2 separate regions of the Mus musculus genome follow, and region 1 is linked to region 2. The links are chromatin contacts, called in public HiChIP or PLAC-seq maps. All regions are on one chromosome and are shown on one strand. The core of a region is the stretch at or near the end of the contact, and the rest is flanking DNA. Distances in the headings are between cores, read along the strand shown.

The links. HiChIP or PLAC-seq counts read pairs in DNA pulled down with a chosen protein or histone mark.
Region 1: an HNF4G HiChIP or PLAC-seq map of pancreatic cancer cells shows a contact between it and region 2. The contact joins two enhancer-like sites. A contact is called at or near these places in 9 of 484 Hi-C or Micro-C datasets (the C10 cell line, the C2C12 cell line, bone marrow-derived macrophages and 6 more), 6 of 115 datasets of contacts at active chromatin or transcription factors (double positive thymocytes, embryonic stem cells, large pre-B cells and 2 more) and 1 of 9 other capture datasets (embryonic stem cells).

Annotation. Positions count from the first base shown.
Region 1 is chr6:87,218,517-87,221,579 of GRCm38.p6, forward strand. All of the region lies in intron 12 of Antxr1 (anthrax toxin receptor 1), which reads right to left. Among named protein-coding and RNA genes, the nearest start is that of Gm38851, 3.1 kb to the right of the region's middle. Within about 2 kb of position 1,310, at least 57 of the 459 cell types and tissues checked have an H3K27ac peak or open chromatin away from gene starts, as enhancers often do. A contact at or near this core is called in pancreatic cancer cells, where this site is marked.
Region 2 is chr6:87,125,982-87,128,854 of GRCm38.p6, forward strand. No RefSeq gene overlaps it. Among named protein-coding and RNA genes, the nearest start is that of D6Ertd527e, 23 kb to the left of the region's middle. Within about 2 kb of position 1,255, at least 35 of the 459 cell types and tissues checked have an H3K27ac peak or open chromatin away from gene starts, as enhancers often do. A contact at or near this core is called in pancreatic cancer cells, where this site is marked.

The DNA.
Region 1 (3,063 bases), core at 60-2,559, 93 kb after region 2:
AAAAAAACTTAAGATACTACAAAAAGAGAGGTAATATAGTTTTTACAGGAAATGAAGGTTTTCTAATCATTCCTAAAAACAAAACAAAACAAAACAAGAGTAAGGGGCAGAAAGAGTGTCTTTGATGCTTACTAACAATCTCACCAATAGCTTTTGATTGTTTTGAGATAGGATTTCATGTATCTCAGGCTGGCTTTGAACTCACTATTGGACTGAGGCTGGTCTTGAAATCCCAATCCTTTTATCCTCTCTCCCTCACCCCCCTGCTCCCAAGTGCTAGAGTGGCAGGATTACAGGTGTCTGCCCACACTGGCATTTTCACTGACAGTTCATTTATAGGTACTGAGATGTTAAAGAACCGTCACTGGCAGGCCAGTTTACTTCTTTTAAAAAAATCCGTATCTCTTTCCTTTAAAAAGTTTTCATAATGAGAAATATCCCAAGTGGCTTCTTTAGAATATTCATGGGGGTCTCCTCTCAGACGTCCGAGTGTGAGCATAGGGAAGCTTGTGCAGTGAGTGATCTGTGGGATCCACAAGTGGGCTCAGGAGGAGGGAGGCTTGCAACCCAGCGGTATGCCACCGTGCTCCTTAGGGAAGAGCATGCACAGGTCTCTATCAGGCTCTCAGCGCTGTCCTTCTCCCACATCTACACAAGAGGGAGGCTGGGTGACCTGTCCAGGGCGACCCCACAAGTTAGTGGCAGAGCCAGGATATGAGTCACTCCTACTTTGAGAGCTCAATAAGGCTCTGGACGAGGTTTAAAGGCGACTCTCATTCCCTGGAACTCTCTGGAATGTCTTTGACCAAAAAGCCAGGGAACTAAACACCCTTGACTCCAGCCAAAAAGCCAAGGTTTGGGAATGTGGGATTGCCCCTCAAGGGAGCCAGGCCTCAGGCTCAGGTGCAGGGCTGGGCAGTCAGAGTGTGGGGTAGGGGAAAGTGAGGGTCCTCCATAGACAAGGCCATGGTAGGAGGGACCGTTGGGCTAAGGCATGCATACAGAAGTCTGGAACAGAGCATGCAGTTAGTGGTGTCGGCAAGAAATCACATGCTAGTTAGGGGCCAGTCTTGTGTCCTGTCTGTCTCTGTATTCTAGGCAACTGAGAGAGGGAAGAAAGCTGCTGCCTCCGTATCAACCAATGAGAGAAGGAGCACTGGACGGGAGTGAGAGGAGAGGACCAAGCCATCCCATACAAGTGATCACTTCAGACTGAGCTGGAATTTTCCTCTGTTTCCCCATAGCAACCAGCACGGTGAACATTTCAGGTCGTAAACCTGTCTGCACTTGGAGTAATAAGTGGTTTGGTCACCAAGAGGCTTATAAAACTGCAGCCTTCCATAAAGGCTGAGACACTATGCAGCACAGCTCTACATTCCTGTGGGAGATGGGGCAGTTTCTGTGGGCAGCAAGGGTGAAGGACTGGCTCATGGTGGCAGGGGGGTAGGGGTGGGGAGGGCGGACAACTCCTAAGGAAGACACCAGGGATGGAGAGTGATGGCCGGCTCTGCGGCAGCCCCTTAGGAGTCAAAAGTCCCCGTCGATGTAGTGAGGGGGATAAGCAAGGAGCCCTCCCCAAGGGCTGCTTAAAAATGGTCTCGTCCCTTAGAGAAAGCTGCTACCTAGGGCCCATGTGCTTCCTGAAGTTATCAATGTCACATCTGTAAATGTCGCTGTCAAATATAGAAGTCTGAACTCTGTTTTCTAGAAACTTAGAGCAAGAACTGTCACGCCCTGCAAGTGTCTATTGTGTCTGTACTCTGTGTTTAGTGGGCAGCTCAGGGACACAGGACCAACTAGACCGGCTCAAAGTGTTCAGTCTGTGGTGGGGAATCTAAACAGAGCAGGAGGCATGGGTTACTCCATGGCTGCATACCCAGCAAGGAACAAAACACATTTCTCCTAAAGATCTTACTTATATGCTGATGGAAAGAAGATGATAACAATGATAAGAACATTAACTACTAATATAGCTAATGTTTACTGGACACTTATGTACAGGGATTATCTTTATTCTTTCTGTGTTCTAGGCTAGCACATTTCATTCCTATTGATAATTTAATGAACTCTAAACCCTATTTTCTTATTTCTCCCACCTTATAGCTAAATATGATCTAAGAAGATCCAGAGAAACTGGGAAGTCTTACAGAGAAGGCTACGGTTCTTGTTTGCTTTTGTTGTTGTTGTTGTTTTGTTTTGTTTTTACACACAGTCTCAGAGTTTCTCTGTAGCTCAGGCTGGCCTAGGCTTCTGATCTCTGCACCTCAGCCTCATGAGTGCTAGAGAAGCCAGAGTTCAGATGAGGGCAACCTGGCCCCCACGTAAAAGCAGCAGGCTCTAGCACTTAGCAAGCTAACCTGGGCTGGAGAACAGGGCCACGGAACCAGCACTTCACACTAGAGGTGACTCTTGGGTAGGCAGTGTCCTGACTGGTTTTGTGTGTCAACTTGACACAAGCTAGAGTCAACTGAGAGAAAGGAGCCTCAGTTGAGGAAATGCCTTCATGAGATCTGGCTGTAGGCATTTTTTCAATTAGTGATCAACAGGGGAGGGCCCAACCCATGGTGGGTGGTGCCATCCCTGGGCTGGTGGTCTTGGGTTCTATAAGAAAGCAGACTAAGTAAGCCATAGGGAACAAGCCAGTAAGCAGCACTCCTCCATGGCTCCTGCCTCCAGGTTCCTGCCCTGTTTGAGTTCCTGTCCTGGCTTCCTTTAATGATGAACAATGCTGTGGACATCTAAGCTGAATAAACCCTTTCCTCCCCAACTTGCCTGTTTCATCGCAGCAGTAGAAACCCTAACCTGCAGGGGCAAGGAGAGATGGGGTCTCCTACTCAGAGGCAAGCACAAAGTTTGACTTGTGAAGGTGCGAGTGGGATCCACATAGGGGAAACTCAGCGTGTGTGGAGTCGAGTGGAAGGCAGCTGAATTGCCTGTGAGAGGCACTCAGGGCAAATGAAGGACTGTGGCTTCTGTCCACACAGAACACAGGAGAACTCTGGGTAGCTTTAACTTGGAGTTTCTGTGACCTTGTGGTCAAATTTGTTTCCTGGGAAATTGACA
Region 2 (2,873 bases), core at 5-2,504:
GAACTCAGCCAGGAGCCATTCATTAGTGGTGATAGTCCCAGCAGCTTGGGCACAAGGTTCTAGCCTTGTAGAGGGGTTCGGAGCAGAGAGCAGCCTTTGGTGTCATGCTGTCAGAGCGGAGTATTCTATCCTGCTGGTTCTAATTTGTCTCATTTCCTGGGAACTTACATGAGCTGTAACTAACTGGTGAACTGCATTAAGCTGTTGTTACTGTAGCTGATACTGAGGCTTGAGGTGGATCCTGGTCACCTCCATCTTCTGCTAGCTTCTCACTTTCAGCCAGCATCCCTGACTTGTCTGGATAGCAGTCAGATGGACCAATCAGATCCTTATCCCTGTAGGGTCTGAGGTTGGGTGGCCTTTCTTGTCCATTTGTTATAAACCTGGAGCTCCGAGGAACTGGGATGGGTCCCATGAGGCCCCCGTGTTGAACCTGCTCCACTGTTTCCTGGTACTTGGTAGCAGTACCCCACAGGCGCTCCAGTGTTTGGACTTAGGATTTACCACAGCCTTTTCAGCGTCTCAGGCTTTTCTCCCTGACCCCAGAGCTCTACTTTTGGGTTCCCTGCCTCTGAAACTCCACTGTGTCTGTCATACTATGATGTCTTCAGACTGATGGATTTTTTTGGTCACCATAGATAGTCATGTAAGCAGAGACCTTAAGCCCCTGACCTATCTGCATCTATAGAGATATCTCTATAGATGCAGATATGCATGCACGTGGACTCTGTCCTTCTGGAGAATTCTAGGATGCAGGGCTGAGGGTTGGGGGAGGGGAAGAGGGTTTAATAGGTGAATCATTTAGGTGCTTAGGACAATGCCTCGATTCCATCTGCCACTATGTGGCTCCTGGCGGATGCATATACACAACAGAGCATTGGTGTTCCACAGAACTGTAGAAAGCGGGGCAGACTCTGTGGACATTAGTATCTGGTAAGGCATCAAAAGCAAGTTCAGGATAATAGACACACCAGGCTCATGGGGCTGTTAACAGCAGGGCCAGTTGAGGCGAGGTCAGGCGCCGCTCTCTCTGTTTTCTTAATCTTCTGTATATCAGCAAATGTTCAGAATTAAGTTTAGTTAATTAAAAGAGAAACAGAGAGCAAGTGAGCATTAATGTCCACAAGCAGTCACATGACTGAACTTAACAGCAGCCGAAGAGAGGGTCCTTTCTGGCAGGTGTGCACATGTACATGCTCGTACAGCAGCTGGACTCCTGACTGAGGCAGACATGCTGCGTGCTCCACCCGTTATGGGATAGCAGAGATCCGGTCCCGTGACAGGATGCTAAGTAAACAAATGAGGTAAAAATAGAGCTGGCTCTTCTAATGAAGGCCAGGGCTGGCATTCCCTGCTGCTGTCCTACTCTGCATTCCTTGCATTTGTTTTTATTTTTCTTTCCAAGTGAAAAGCAGAAAGGGACTTTGACCCAGTTGACATGGAGTGTATGTATGTACACATTGAGAAGTGACCCAGAGAGGACAGAGTGAATGAGCTGTCAGAAGGAGCCATCCAATACCACCTAGGGAGAGCCCACACTGGGGAATACTTGAATATTTGCTTGAAGGGCATGGGGAAGTGGAACTGAGATCTTAATTACTGGTGTGTGCTCTCCCCCTCTCCTCTCCCCACACCGCTCTCCCCTCCCCCTTGCTTCCCCACTCTCTGTGCATCCACAGTTGTGTATCTGTGTGTAGAGAGCGCAGGTTATAGGTGTCTTCCCTGGTCACTCTCCACCTTATTTTAAAAATTACACTATTACTTACAGGTGTGTGGGTGTGCACAGCACAGCCTCTGCGCAAAAGCTGGAGGACAACCGCTTTCTTTCAGGAGTCATTTTGTTTCCTCCACTCTGTGAGTCCCAGGGATCGAACTCAGACTGTCTGGGTTGGTGGCAAGTGCCTTCACACTGAGCAACATCACTGGCTCACCCATGTTATCTTTGAGACAACGTCTCTTATTGATCCCACATTCATCAGTTCAGCTAACCAGGCTGGCTGTGACCTTTGACCTCCACTTCTCCAGATCCTGGATTAAATCCTGGGTCCAGATTTTATGTGGGGGCTGGGAATTCTAACTCAAGGCTCCATGCTTACATGAGAAGTACTTTCTGGCTGCTTGTTTGCTTTTATGTTTGTTTTTTCTTGAGACAGAGTCTCACTATGTTGCCCTGGCTAGCCAGAACCAGGAACTTGCAGAGATTCCCCTGCCTCTGCTGAGACCAAAAGCAAATGCCACCATACCTGGTGACCTAAGTTCCTCAAAGGAAATCCTATCCAAGACGTAGTTTTCATATCTATTGCTAGTTTTCTTGAATGCTTGGGAATGAGATTCCTTGGAAACGAGGTTCCTTGTTTACATTTATCTGCACAACCGACATTGGTTGGCTGGTAACTCTGTGACCCGCAGTGCGTGTATGGATTATTGGTGACTGGGATGCACTGATGGTCTACAACTGAGGGACACAGAGCAGCAGCAGGACCCTGCCTCCTCTGAAATCCCATTTTCAGCCACAAACAGGGCAATTCTTCTTTCCCCTTTCTTGCTCAGCCTGCCTGTTTGGCAAGATGGTGAGACCCTGCATCAACAGGCTGGTTGGCCAATGGACACAGTTATTGTTAATGAGAAGAAAACTTCTTTTGCAGTAGAGTGAAAACATCTGGAATTCCCCATACAACAGAGATGGTGGTCCACTTTATCTCTAATCCCCATGTGATCATAGCACGGACCCAGATGGAAACAGCCCTAGTCATGGCTGAGAATAGCTCCTTGTACCAATGCATGTCTGGAGGGAAGAAGACAATCTAGGGGTCAGGATTAGGAAGAATTGTTTGAAGTGAGAAAGAAATCTTGCTGGAGAGATAACTGTGGCT